Regions from separate parts of the Mus musculus genome. Here region 1 is linked to region 2. The links are chromatin contacts, called in public Hi-C maps. All regions are on one chromosome and are shown on one strand. The core of a region is the stretch at or near the end of the contact, and the rest is flanking DNA. Distances in the headings are between cores, read along the strand shown.

What was found. A called contact is a pair of places that touch in the nucleus more often than the background predicts.
Region 1: a Hi-C map of Sertoli cells shows a contact between it and region 2, with 3 times the contacts expected there. The contact joins the enhancer-like site here to the promoter of Trim25 in region 2. A contact is called at or near these places in 2 of 484 Hi-C or Micro-C datasets (Sertoli cells and double positive thymocytes).

What each region holds. Positions count from the first base shown.
Region 1 is chr11:89,185,352-89,192,758 of GRCm38.p6, reverse strand. No RefSeq gene overlaps it. Among named protein-coding and RNA genes, the nearest start is that of Gm38759, 68 kb to the right of the region's middle. Within about 2 kb of position 5,633, at least 119 of the 459 cell types and tissues checked have an H3K27ac peak or open chromatin away from gene starts, as enhancers often do. A contact at or near this core is called in Sertoli cells, where this site is marked.
Region 2 is chr11:88,996,668-89,003,724 of GRCm38.p6, reverse strand. It overlaps Trim25 (tripartite motif-containing 25), which reads right to left and starts at 4,322. Exons shown (of 9, transcript NM_009546.2): 1 at 3,643-4,322. The coding sequence starts at 4,236. Gm11496 (a long non-coding RNA gene) reads left to right here and starts at 4,289. Exons shown (of 3, transcript XR_388949.3): 1 at 4,289-4,506.

The DNA of each region.
Region 1 (7,407 bases), core at 4,384-6,883, 190 kb before region 2:
AAGGATATTTGCACACATGTCGTTTTTGACAGCTCTGAAATCACAATGTCCTTGGTGAAATTTTTTTTCCTTAGATTCAGTGCAATGTGCAGTTATTAGTGGAGCAGCCTCCCTTGCTGACAGGGGAATAAAGGTACACAAAACAGGTAGGTTCCTCCCTTGCCAGGGAAGGGGTTTTGAAGGCTTAAGAAAATCCACCCTTCCCAGTAGCAGCCTTGTGTTTTAGAACTCAAAGGGTCTTGTGGAAGCCTAAGCACATCTGCACAGGGAATCACAGTATCTGAATAAAGATAAATGCTTTTCCCAAAGACTTTTTCAGAGAGGTTTCAGGTTCACCACAAAATCGAGAGGAAGCTGCAGAGGTTTTCCATCTCCCTGACTTCACATGCAGAGCCCCTCCCGACACCAACATCCCTACCAGAGTGCAACTCACAGTCACCACCACCACCGCCCAGGGTCCACAGCATACTTCCTCCTAGTTGTTTGTTTGTTTGTTTGTTTGTTTGTTTGTTTGAGACAGGGTTTCTCTGTATAGCCTTGCCTGTCCTGGAACTTGCCCTACAGAAAGACCAGGCTGGCCTTGAACTCAGAAGATCCATCTACCTCTGCCTCTAGAGTGCTGGGATGGAAAGTATGTACCACTGAGTCAAGAGTCAGTCCTAGTACTTGATGCTGTGTGTCGTAAGAGCTCAATCAATGTATCTAAGCCTGTAGCCATCACTAGATGAACAGTCTCCCTGCCTTAAGAATCTTCTGTGTGCAGGACATGGTGATGCACATCTTTGATCCCAGCCCTCAAAAGGCAGAGGCTAGCAAATCTCTGTGAGTTTGAGGCCAGCCTGGTTTACATAGTGAGTTCCGGGACAGCCAGTGCTACATAGTGAGACCCTGTCACAAATTTTTTTTTTTTTGGTTCTTTTTTTTTTTTTTTTTTGGTTTTTTTTTTTTTTTGGTTTTTTTTTTTTTTTTTTGGTTTTTTTCGAGACAGGGTTTCTCTGTGTAGCCCTGGCTGTCCTGGAGCTCACTTTGTAGACCAGGCTGGCCTCAAACTCAGAAATCCTCCTGCCTCTGCCTCCGGAGTGCTGGAATTAAAGGCGTGCGCCACCATGCCCGGCCAATTTTTTTTTTAAAGCAAACAAGCAGAAAGAATCCTCTGTGAAATACCTCTTCCTCCCTCACCCCTTTCTAACCCTGCCGTTCATTTATCTTCTTACTGTCGAGAGCCCTACAGTCTTGCTTTTCTCAGAATGTCCTGTGGTCAGAATCACCCAGTACCTATGTTTTCCACTCAGAAATTTGCGGTTTAGATGATAAACCTTGCCTTATATCTCCACCGTGCATTTCTGTGAGGTCGTAAATAATTTATTCGGGGGCCGAAGCTATGGTTTATTTATCCTTTCACCTTCTGAAGGAGATTTGGCTCCTCCCAAGTCTGTGAAATCATAAACAAAGCTGATGAGTCACAACTGTGTGCCGGAGTTCGGTTTTGGAGAGCTTTGAAGAGAGAGGCAAGGGGAAGGAGAAGGGAAAATGAATGAATGAATGAATGAATGAATGAATGAATGAATGAGGAATAACTTTTCAACTCTTTTGGGTAAATGCCAAAGAATGTGGTTCCTGGATCGCAAGGTAAAAGTATGTGTGGTGATTGGTTTTTACAGGTCAACTTACCACAATTTAGAATAACCTAAGCAGGGACTCTCACCTGAGGAATTCTTCAATTGTCTTAATTGATGTGGGAAGACCCACCCTAAATGTGGTGGCATCTTCCAATTGCAGTCCAGATATTTTTAAAAAGCCTAGCAGGAAAAGTATTCACCTTTCGCCTTCTTGACTTTCCTTCTTACTTCCCACCTTCTCTCTGCTGCTTCCTCAATGACAGCAACCCATATTTCCAGACTTCCAAAGTTGACTGAGGACCTAGTGGCTCTCCAGGAACCCTCTAGATCTTCAACACCAGACTGGGACAGCTAAGCTTCAGGGACTGAACAACTACTGGGTTCTTAGCCCCTCCAGGGTGAGACAGGTGTTGTTGAAATTTTGACATAAACTGATTTAGGAAGGTAATTTTTTTTTTCATTCTATCAGTTCTTTCACTGGTTAATAGGTTCTTTTCCTGACTAATATGTTTGATTTTATTTTTTTTCCAAAAAAAAAAAAAGAAAGAAAGAAAGAAAGAAAGAAAAAAGAAAAAGAAAAAGAAAAAGAAAAAGAAAAAGAAAAAGCCATGTTCTCATCCAATGTGGCTTCTGCCACTTGTGTTCCCACCAGTCATGAATGGATGGTCCTGCTGCTCCACATCCTGTTTACTGTTTGGTGGGGTTCGTGTTCTGGATATAGGGCGTTCTAACGGGTATGTAGTAGTATCTCACTGCTGTCCTCGTTGGCATTTCCTACCTAAGAGCATCTGGGGTAGAACAGCCCCCACCTTGTTAGCCATCTGTGGACCTTCTCTGCTGAGGTGTCTGTTAAAGTCTTTGACCCATTTTTTTTTTCAATCAGGTTGTTTGTTTCTTTTTTTTTTACTGCTGAGTTTAAGAACTCTTTGTGTGTCTCGGATGACGGTCTGATGATGTGGCCGTTGCAAATATTTCCTTGCCCACTGTGTCTTGTCTTCTCCTTCTCTGGACATTGTCTTTCACAAATCACAAGTTTCTCGTTTAATGAAAGCCAGCTTACCCGTTAATTCTTTCATAGACAATGCCTTTGTGTGGTATCTAAAAAAAAAAATTGAGGTCACAAGATTCTCTTCTACGTTATCTTTCAGGAGCTTTGTAGTTTGGTGTTGTGTGGTGAAATCTATGGCCCTTTTGTGGTTAACGTTTGTGAAGAGTATACCATCTGTGTTTATATTCTAAGCTGGCAATTATTCTAGACCATTTGTGGAGTGCTGTTAGACTACTACTTTTTTTTTTTCATTTTATGTATTTAGGTGTTTTGCCTACACTTATATTTGAGTACCATAGGCATGCAATGCCCACCAATGGGCCAGGAGAGGGGCTGGGGCTGGGGTTACAGTTAGGAGCTGCCTTGTAAATGCTGGGAATCAAACGTGAATTCCATACCAGAGAAGCAAATGTTCTTAACCACTAAGCTATCTCCACAACTCCGGATCACTAATCATTTTTATTTAAGTCATTCAAATACGTTAGGAATCTAGGTCATATAGTAGGATGACTTGAACACAAATGACATGAAGAGTTCTCCCCAGCAGGAGCCTTCCAATGGGAGTGAATTGGAGGCTCCGACCACCATAAATTCCAAAACTGAGATTGTCTCAGAATAGGCCTTGCTCCAGCAACCAGTGTGGCAAAGCTGTACTCTCTTGTGACATCCATAGGACTTCCCAATGGACTGGAAGCCATGCAAATAAGCTTTCAGGAAAGGAGGAGGGTTTCTGATATGAGAAGCAAGGGTGCCAGTCAGGATAAGCACAGCTTTCTTCTTTGTTTCTTTCTTTCATTCATTCATTCTTTCTTTCTTTCTTTTCTTCCTTCTTTCTTTCTTGCTTTCTCAACTAGATGAAGTGAATTATGTAAGTGAGATGAGTAATGCCAGTAACAGCTATGGATATATAGATAGTATTATTTGGGTAATATATGATTGCTGTTGGCATTTATCCAGTGCCTGCTCTTGATGCTGCCCACAGTGACAGCAGTGACACATTTGACACGTTGAGAAAGGAGACCTAAAGAGGTCTGTCACCTTACCTACAGTCACACAGGCTCAGGTTCAGCCTCCAGACCCTGAGCTCTTCCCTGCTCACCATAGAAAACGGAGCTGCTTCAGTTCATGGTCTCTGGCTGCCAAGCATGCAGTGTGAGTGGCTTCTCCCTCCTCTCGCAGAAACTCTGCCATTCCTCTTTAGCTCTGTGAGCGTCGTCAAGGGTTTGCAGTGTGCTTCCTGCAGCATGTATGAGCCAGCACTGGCTGCCATAACAAAACACCACAGAGAGAGCTTACATCTACTTGCTAACAGGCTGGAGGTTGAAGAGCCAAGGTCAAGGTCTGTTGGGGTGTTGGGGTTCATTTTCTTCCCAACTTATACGTATTGCCTCTTCACTGTGTCCTCACCTGGGGAGGAGACAGTCCTCTGACTTCTTTACCCACTGGATCAGAGTCCCATTCTCATGACCTCATTTAACCTCAACTACCTCCTGAAGTCTGTAAGTCACATTAAGGGTCAGGGCTTCGATCTGCAAATTTGGGATGGGGGGGTGGGGGAGATTGCACAATTCAGCCCATAGCAAGCAGTCCCTTAGATGAAGGAGACCCCATATGCTCCTTACTATGTGAGATTGAGAGCCACCTTGGAATTCTGCCAGCAAGACAGCTGTCACCAGATGTAACCCTTTGACTTAATAATATCTCCAAAACAGTGAGTCAAATAAGCGTCCTCTCTTTGTTTAGGGAAAAAAAATTAAATAACACACAAGGAAGAAACTTTCCATTGGCATCTAATACTGAGCATGCCCACAATTGAGGAATTTTTAGGTCCAAGAAGAGGAAAGCAGGTCCAAACCCTGCTTGTCACAAATAAGCGCATGTGACCCGCCCATGTTAGGGGATTTGCCTCAAGCCACATAGTAGTAAAGGCTAATGAACTTATAGCCAGGGCTCCTGATTGCAAGGGTGTAGCAGGTTCTGTTGTTGAGTCTTACGGGAGGATAGTGATTGGAACAGTTTAGACTCGGTCCTCATTAAGTGGTGAGCAGCATATAATTCAGTTTACGTCTTCATGAAAGCCTGGGGGAACAGGCGCTGTCCACAGGTGAAGAAGGCTGTGATGAGGCTCAGAGGTGAGGAACCTCACTGGGGCTCACACGGCTTCTGTTGATGGAATCAGGACCTGCAAATCTGAGCTGCTGCACCATTTGACCAGTGAGCAAGTACCAGCCAAGGAGAACCCACAGTGTCCCAAGGAGGTCGCTTTATCCCTTTGAGCCAAGATTTCTGACCAGGTTAATGTGTGGAGCGTGAGGAGTGTGGCTGTGCCAGGAGTAACAAGGTGAGGAAAGGAAAGAGAGGCAAGCCTCATCAGCTACCCTCCGTCGCTACCTTCCCACGCAGGGAGCCCATGACTATCTGTCTCAACTAAGACACCAGCACACTGGATTTCCTCATTTTCTCCTTTACCTTCAAACTCCCCACCTCTTCATCAGTAGTTAAACCAGCCTCGCAGACAAGTACGAACCGTGCCAGCCCACCCTCCCCTCGGGCGGCAAAGGAAATGAACTTGGCATTTCTAGAGTCCTCACCTGGCATGAATCACGAGGCAGCCCCAAGGGACCAGGGGCAAGGCTGCCTGTCAGGCTGACGGGCCATCTCAGCTTCCCTCCCCGCATGGAAAAAGGAAGGTGCTTACAGAAGAAAAAGTTGGACTGCTGGCTATGGCCCAAAAATGACAGAGGCCCCTCGCTGCCGCTGGCTGCCCCTGGCCCAGGGAACAATAGGGAGGCGCTGTCAGGAAGTGACGCTGAAAATGTCATCCCCCTTGTACCTCCTTCAGCCCCTGGCTAAAGGAGGTTCCTGGAGGGAATATTTTTAGTTTGACAAATGAAAGCCTGGGACCGAGGACAGGAGGGATTAAGGGAGCTCTTCTCTGACACTCCTGGAGACGGAGAGATGATGAGTCAGACACAGAGGGCTTAGGCGCGACTTCGCAAGACATTCCTCAGGCGTGAGCACAGGCAGGCAGCCTCTGGAATGCCTCCCGCTGGCCGCCAGCCGGCCCTGGGCGGCGGGTGAGGAGGGGCTGGCCTGGAGAGCAGCTTCTCCGCCCTCCCCTTGGCACACTGTTGGACAGCAGCTTTGGGAGATCAAAGAGGCCGCCCCAGTGGCTTTCCGGAACTGGGATTCAAAACCCGGGGTGCACTGGGTTCGAAGCCAGCCTTTGCTGCTTCCTGGCTGGTATGGTTGGTGGTTCCTCATGTCTTCTTCTATCTCCAGTCGTCTCATCTACCAGCAGGGAATGTATTTCTGCCCCAAGAAGATGTGGAGAGGAGGTTGCAGCTTTGAAAAGGCATAGAGGGCCTGGAGAGATGATTCAGTGTATAAGAAATCTTGCTCCACAAACATGACGACCTGAGTTTGAAATCCCAGCACGCAGTTAAAACGCCGGGCATAGTTCTATGTGCCTGGAACCGGTGCACTAGAGGATGCAGAGGCAGATAGATTTCCCACACTGAGAGTGTCCAGCTGAGAGAGAGTGAGCTTCAGGTTCAGTGAGAGAGTCTATCTCAAGGCAGTAAAAGGAACATACCCAAAATCCTGCTCTGGCCTCTGCATGTGCACACATAGGCACAGACACCTGCATGCTCCTATGTGCACACACACACATACATACACACACACACACACACACACACACACACACACACACACACGTACAGGACACACACTGATATAAAGTCACCCCAGACACGGAACCCAAATCTCTCACCACAAAGAGAAGCACTTGCCATTTAGTGAGTGCTCTCTTATAAGTCACTCTGTGATCAGAGTCCTATCGCTCAACAGCTCTGGGAAGTGTACGTCATGTTCCCTTCCTTCTCACAGACACAGACCCTAGGAAGGTTCTCTGGCTTGCCTCAGGTTGTAGGGCTAACCTCTGAGATGCTGGCATAGACGGGCTCTGCCTGACTCTGAAACCCGCATCTCATGTCTCCGTGCTAGAGAATCACTGGGCACAGAGCCAGAGTGCAGACTCAAGTAGCAGGTGGGAGCAAAGGAATTGCCTGGGCTGGAGCCTGGGCCCTTGGCAGCTGGCCACTATCATTGTCACAGACCCAGGGCAATCAGTGGGCAGCCAGGAAGGTGCGGGGGGGGGGGGGTTCTTTTAAAGTCAGAACCTGCTCACTTGGGGAGAAGAGAGACTGAGGCAGCCAGCAGGCCCTAGCTGGCTTCTCACTTTTCAAACAGCTGGCTTGGGTGGGTGCTCCCAGGGACCAAGTCACTGAATAAATTCTACAACCCCCCCCCCAAAAAAAAGCAAGTCCATGCTGAGCCACCCATCCCATAGTCCACACATGGCCTACCAACTACGGCTTGGCTTTCCCAGGAGTATGGTGTGACTTTCCCAGGAATACTCAGAGGCAACGCAAGTGTACTACTTCTCAGAAATGTCAGGAGAAAGATTTTTGTCCTGAAATTAATATCATTTCCCTCGTTAGCACCCTCCATTTAAGTAGGTCAATCCGTCTCTTTAACTCATTTTTGTCCCCTCATGGGACGTTGATAGACCTATTTTGTTTTAAACTAAAAATAAAAGGTAGTCCGTGAATTCAATTATTTTCTTTGTTTGGAGGACATAAAGAATGAAGGGGAGGGAAGGAAAGGGAGGGAAAAGTGAAGAAAGTTACATGTTGTGGTAAATATTATTTGGGGGTTCCTATCCCACCTTAGGTT
Region 2 (7,057 bases), core at 3,073-5,572:
CACCATCAGTCATGAGGGCTGTCATGAAGGGCTCACACACTCTGCCAGCACCTGACACCTACTACTTCTAGAGCAACACGGAAAAGTAGACATCACTCAGACACGACAGAAGGATGTCGAGGAATCAGGCGACTCAGCCAAGACCACATTGTTAGTAACTGGCACAGGTTACTAACAATGGTACTAAATTTATAAACAAGTGACCAAACTGTGTGTGCTAGGAATTTCTACAAAAAAAAAAATATTATAATAGCATTTCCTTCCCCTAATGAAGCAGCTCAACACACAGTAGCTCTCTCTTCTACTTTCCTGCTTCCTCTACTCCATCAGAGCTGGACCTAACCTTGGGGCTGGATTTGCACCATCCACTGGCACTCGTTAAGGGCCGGATACAGAGATCAAGGCTGCGCAAACTGTAGCCAGAAAGCCCAGATCAGTGATGTTTGGCTCAATCTCTTTGACACAACCCTTCCCCCACCTCAGGTCTCCAACAGTGGCGGAGATAGATTTGGGTCAAAGGGCAAATCCAGGCAGAACTACCTCCCGGGCTGGAAGAAACATACGGGTGCTAGCAACTGACTCAATTCCAGAATTGAGTGCACTATGAGCCCTCCACACTAAAAAGGTTATCCACCATTAAGCAAACACAGATAACAGTCCCCTCATTGTGGATGGGGGTCCACTGCACCCCACTCCAAATCAAAGAGAGGCAGCTTGAGGACTGGTCAAGGATACAGAACTCTGGGAAGCCTGGGAGAGCTTGTGGCAGACCAAGGACCTGGGTCCTCCACGGGGGAGAGAGGGGAATCCTGAGTCTGCACCCCCAAACTAGTAGCCGTGATACTCAAGACTGAGCACGCTTGCCAGGGTCTGGCACTGAGACAGGAAGAACAGCAGCTGGGTTGAAAAACATATGGGCAGGAGGTTGGCAGGAGGAATCCTGGTATCGGGATTAAAAAGTCAGCAGGAATGGCCGCTCACTCCTGGCTGGGGAGGCCCCTCATGCCCCCACTTACTTCTGCCTTGGTAAATATGTACTTATACAGCAGGGTACTACTACAGGGATTGATGGCAAGTCCACTTGACTGGGACAGAGACCAATCTGGACACTTTGTCCTGCCTGGGGCTGCCCCAGAGCACAGACCAGGGTGCCCAAGCCCAATAATAGAACCGGTAGGTAGTAACTTACATGGAAATCTTGCAGAGAGTTGACTTATCCACTTTCGCTTCTTTTATTACATTCATTTAGTTGTGTGTACACGTACACACACACACACACACACACACACGATCACATGCATACGGATTGTCGAGTCAAAGACCAGCTTGCTGGAGTTGGTTCTCTTTTTACCATTGGTCCCAGAGATCAAACTCAGGCCAGAGCCTTGGTAACAAGTCCCTTTACCAGCCAAGCCACCTCCTTGGCCACTGGTTATTTGTGGTTGTCTTTCTGAGACAAGAGTCTCACCCTGTAGCTGACCTGAAACGATGTAGTCCAAGCTGGCCTCAAACTCATGATTTATCTGCCTAAGCCTCCCAAGGGCTGGAATTACAGGCATGAGCCACTACACCAGCTTCACTTCACCCAAGGTTCACTGTAACTGGAGCATGCCTTTTTTTTTTTTTTTTTTTAAGATTTATTTATTTATTATATGTAAGTACACTGTAGCTGTCTTCAGACACTCCAGAAGAGGGAGTCAGATCTTGTTACAGATGGTTGTGAGCCACCATGTGGTTGCTGGGATTTGAACTCCAGACCTTCGGAAGAGCAGTCGGGTGCTCTTACCCACTGAGCCATCTCACCAGCCCTCACTGTAACTGGAGACCATCATGTTCCCCATTTTATTCTTCTGTAGCTGGAAGCTACTGCTGGGGGTCACAATTTAAACCAAGATCTTGGCACTGAATCTGGGAGGGACCTCTTAAGTGCCAAGCCTCCTGACACCGGATCCTGCCTCTGCGGCACTTCCCTGGTGGCTCTTGACCTACCCAGAGATCTGTAGGGTCTTGCCCCAAGCCAAACAGCTAGCTCTGGTGGTAGCAAAGACAAAAGCACCAAAGGCGGGGCAGACTTTCTCCCAGAACAGCTAGACTTGGAGGTATCCGTACCCCGTACCCACATGGGGTATACTGAAGAGAACTCTAAAGATGTTACCTGTAGATACAGGTGCCAAGAATCAGAGGGAAGACATTCTAAGGGACCTGACTAAGACCCAGACAGGCAGGCAAGGCCAGGGAAGGGCTGTGGCAGGAGGAGGGAGCGGAGCTGAGATCTTGGCACCACACAGCAAGGCTTGCCAACCTCACCCAGGTTTCCAATTCCTTCCACAATGTTGGGACAGGCCTCAAGTTCTCAGACGTTTGAGAGAGAAAGGAGATCAGATCACACTTTGACAAATGTACCGAAGAGAGGCAACAACTGCTTTGAGTCTGTAATGGGGGGGGGACCTCTAAAGCCACTAAAATCATTGCAACCCCACAAGGCCATTAGGAACCCTGACTCCCTGACACACGCTTCCAGTCTTTAGCAAGGCGGACCCAGGTCCAGAGGCCCAATTCCTGCTCAATTTCTTTTTTCTTTTCTTTCTTTCTTTTTTTTTTTTTTTTGGTTTTTCGAGACAGGGTTTCTCTATATAGCTTCAGCTGTCCTGGAACTCACTCTGTAGACCAGGCTAGCCTCGAACTCAGAAATCCACCTGCCTCTGCCTCCCGAGTGCTGGGATCAAAGGCATGCGCCACCACGCCAGGCCCTGCTCAATTTTCACACAGCAAGATGGACTACACCAACTGAGCGCGTGCGTTTAGTCTCAGCACTTGGGAGGCAGAGGCAGGCAGGTCTCCATGAGTTCAAAGCCAGCCTGGTCAATATAGCAAGCTCCAGAACAGCTAAGACTACATAGTGAGACAGTCTTAAAAACAACCAAAAAAGGGCTATACCACAGTGCCAAAGTCACAAGCAGGGATTTCTGAGGCTCTGTGTTCACACTCACTATCCATTCACACCCTCCTCAACAGAGGCTTCTGTTACCCTTAACCTCAAGCTTCCAAGACTGCTCCATGCTCTGGACTCAACAGATCTGTGGTCTACAGGGAAAAAGGAAACCAGAAGCTGTGACTCAAAGCAGCCTGGTTCCTGCTAAGCTAATTTCTCTGGGCCTGTTTTCCTGAACTAAACAGACACAGCCCTGAGCTGTGGAATGAACTAAACAGACACAGCCCTTTCGTGCTGCCAGGATCTGAAGGGGTTGGAGAGGTAACCCCCAGGGTTCCTGGTTAATATTCAAAACTACTGAACTCCACTGGACAAACACAGACTTGGGGCAGGCACTCTTACCTGTGCCTTCCGTTGTGCTCTATGTAAAATAGAACTAAGAGGGCTGGAGAAGGCAGGCGATAATGGATGAGCGGGAGGCTATATAAAATCTACTTGTTTGGTCTGTGGGGATGGCTTCCTACTGCCCAACTCCCAGACTGCGGCCCACGGAGCCTAAGGCCATGAGGTCTGTGAAGGAATGGGATCTCTGGCCCAGCAAAGCCTATCTCCTCTAGCAACCCACTGTACTACAGGGATACCCAGGATGGCCTCTCCACAATTCAGCTGATCCAAGCTGTCCTCTATACCCTCAACCAGCCACTCCCTACCTCCAGGTCGGCGCTGGCTTGACTTAGGGTCGTAGGGGAGCAGGTCTTGTGCTCTACCAAGCAGATATGGCAGATGCACTCGCCATGCTCGGGACAAAACAATTCCCGAAGGCGGTTGTGCTGGGTACATTTGCGGCGCAGAAGGTCACGAATGGGCGACTGTAGGGGGTGATCCTGGAAGGCCGGACTGTCGAAGTGAGGCCTCAAGTGCTCCTGGCAGAAAGAGGCCATGCACACGAGGCACGTCTTCACTGCGATCTCCGTCAGGCAGTGGTCGCAGGCCACCTGGGTGGCTGCGCTGGAGGCGGAGAAGCGGGCAGGAGGCGTCCAGTCGTCCACCGGGGTCCGCGCCTGCTCGGCCTGCAGGAACTGCTCCACCACCGCGCACATTACCGTGTTCTTTTGCAGCTGCGGGCGCACCTGGTACACTTTGCGACATTGCGGGCATCGGTACGGCGGGCCCTGGACGACCCACGTCTCATCCAGGCATGACATGCAGAAATTGTGGCCGCACGGAGTGGTGACAGGTTCCTTGAAGAGCTCCAGGCAGACGGAGCAGGACAGCTCCTCGGCCAGAGGATTCAGCTCCGCCATCGCGCTCGTGGGCTCACCCGACGTGACGCGCAGGGACAGCTGCGCACCCTACCGCGCGGTACTTAAGAAGCAGCGAGGAAGGAATCGAAACTGAACAGGAGGGGCGGCGCCCTGGGGCTTCAGGAAGTCACGTGGGTCCCTGGGGGCCGGACAGTGGGCGGGAGGCTTCCCTCCTGGTGCTGGAAGCCAAAGGTGATTATGGGACCTGGGGAACTCTGATGCTCTCCACACCCCGCGGACCCGAGCGACGCACGACCCAAGGGCTACCAGGTGCAGTTTCAGAGGCACTCTGCAGATGAATTGTCGCAGGGGCTGGAATATTCCCACCCTCCTGGTCGGGGCCTACGTCCTAGCACAGTGCAGCAGAGCTTTGGAGAACATTCATCTGTGTCCCCGAGGTGTCACCAATCATCCCTCCAGAACAGGACCGGTCTTATTAAAACTCAAAGCCAAACAGAACAAAATACTGTTGACCCAGAGCTTGGTGGCTCGTGCCCGTAATTTAGTCACTTAGGAGGCTGAGGCAACAGGATTGCCGTGAGTTCGATGTCAGACCGGGCTAGAGAGTTAGTGGCCGTCTCAACATCTAAAAATAGGGTTGGGGAGATGGCTGTACAACAGAATATGAGACCTAAACACAATTACTAAAACCCTGGTTAAGACTGCACAAAATTGACACCCCCCTCCCCCAATAACATACACATAATAATTTAAGGAAAAGAAAAGAAACAAAACACAATTCTATGGACTGTGGCTGTCTTCCCCTTCCCTTCCCGCTCCGTTCCCCCTCCCTTCCCCTTCCCTTCCCCCTCCCTTCCCCTTCCCTTCCCCCTCCCTTCCCCTTCCCTCCAGCTGTGCTGCCTTTGTATGCAGCTCCCTCTTCTTTCCTGATGGTGGGCTCTGACAAATCTCCTCCCAAGCCCTAAAGGCAGGACCCTATGGTCATCCATTCAGATCTGGTGTTCCTTTTATGGTAGATGATCTTTAAAACAACAACAACAAAACCTAATATTACAAAAGTTGGGTGTCACAACTTTTGCCCCAAGTCAGCTCCAGCCACCGGTCCTTAAGCCAATTAAATGAGCCTACTTAAAAGAGGAAAACAGAAAAAAGAGACCCAGCAAACCCCTCAAGTCCACCTTCCCCGTTCTGAAGTGAGAACAGAGTTAAAACAGAAGGCAAAAATATTTGTATCTAAGTGCCAGTCCAGACCTGGTCCAGCCTACCAGTGGCCCATCATTGTCTGGGATTCAATCTCATTTGGTAAGCTGTTCTGTCCCACAAGCTGTACTAACTGTGAAATCTTTTCCCAGGAGACAAATTCTCCCTCTGGTCTCTCCCAGCATGAGATTCCAAGGAAACTCCCATTTCTCTGGGGTTCACTGTTTCAATAATGTAACAGATTGAGACACAAGTGTCTCTTAAGAATTTCTTCATCTAAGCCAGATTGGTTATAATACTTTTAAATTGGGTGAGGTGGGACACACCTATTATCCCAGAACTCTCTCTGGGGAGACTGAAGCAGGAGGAACTCAAATTCAAGGCCAGCCTGGGCTACATAGAACCCACCCTACCCTCACTTAAGTAATAAGGGTCTGGGAATATAGCTTGGTGGTAAAGTCCTTTGCCTAGCAATTTTCAATACTGAAAAAAAAAAAAAGAGAAATTTTTACTCACTTGGGATTTGGGGACTCCCAAATTTAACAAATGTTTTCTCTCTTATATGTGCACATACAGTATTTTTTAAAAAAAGATTTATTTATATTATGTACATTGTAGCTGTCTTCAGACAAACCATAAGAGGGGTATTATATCCCATTACGGATGGTTGTGAGCCACCATGTGGTTGCTGGGAATTGAACTCAGGACCTCTGGAAGAGCAGTCAGTGCTCTTAACTGCTGAGTCATCTCTCCAGCCTTCACACACAATTTTTTTAAAAAGATTTATTTATTTATTATATGTAAGTACACTGTAGCTGTCCTCAGACACTCCAGAAGAGGGCGCCAGATCTCATTACGGATAGTTGTGAGCCACCATGTGGTTGCTGGGATTTGAACTTGGGACCTTCAGAAGAGCAGTTGGCGCTATTAACCACTGAGCCATCTCGACAGCCCCCTTCACACACAATATTGAAGCTTCAATTTTTTTTTTTCAAAATCATTCATTTAGGCTTACATTGTTTTTAGTTCTGTAAGGCAGTCCTGCAATCTGGGCTGAGTGCAGAACAGAAGGGTGGACAGGAGAATCCGAGTGTCTGATGGGAAATTCCACTGTGGGAAAGAAGCTCCTTGAGGGATTATGGGAGTTTACCTTGGATGACAATGTTAAGCAGCCAAAAGGACAAGGTAAATATCTCATAGTATCTAATAGCCATTGTTTATGAGGCACCTACTGTGTGCCAAACAAATGGAGAATATTACCAAGACACCTTTACGAAGCCCTAAGAGGGGCATCCTACATCCATTTTTATTGTGAAGGTCAGGATACTGTTACAAAGGAGCTGGGATGAGCTTGGGGCTGCCCAGCATAACATCCTAAGCGCTGGTTCCCCTAAGTTTCATCACATGGACTTCTGTTTCCACAAGACTTATCATCCCATCTATTCTGGTTCGTATTTTGGTGGTGGTAGTTGTCTGCATGGAAAAAGAAGAAAACATTCTGCTGGGGTGGAAGGCTGGGAGTCCTTACCACAACCTGTGAAGTAGATAAAACCATCCCACTTTACAGAGAAAAAAGAAACAAAAAGGCTTAGAGAAGCCAAGCAATCCAGCCAAGACAATGGATGCTGGCACACGCCCTATCTGGTTCCAGAAGGCAAGT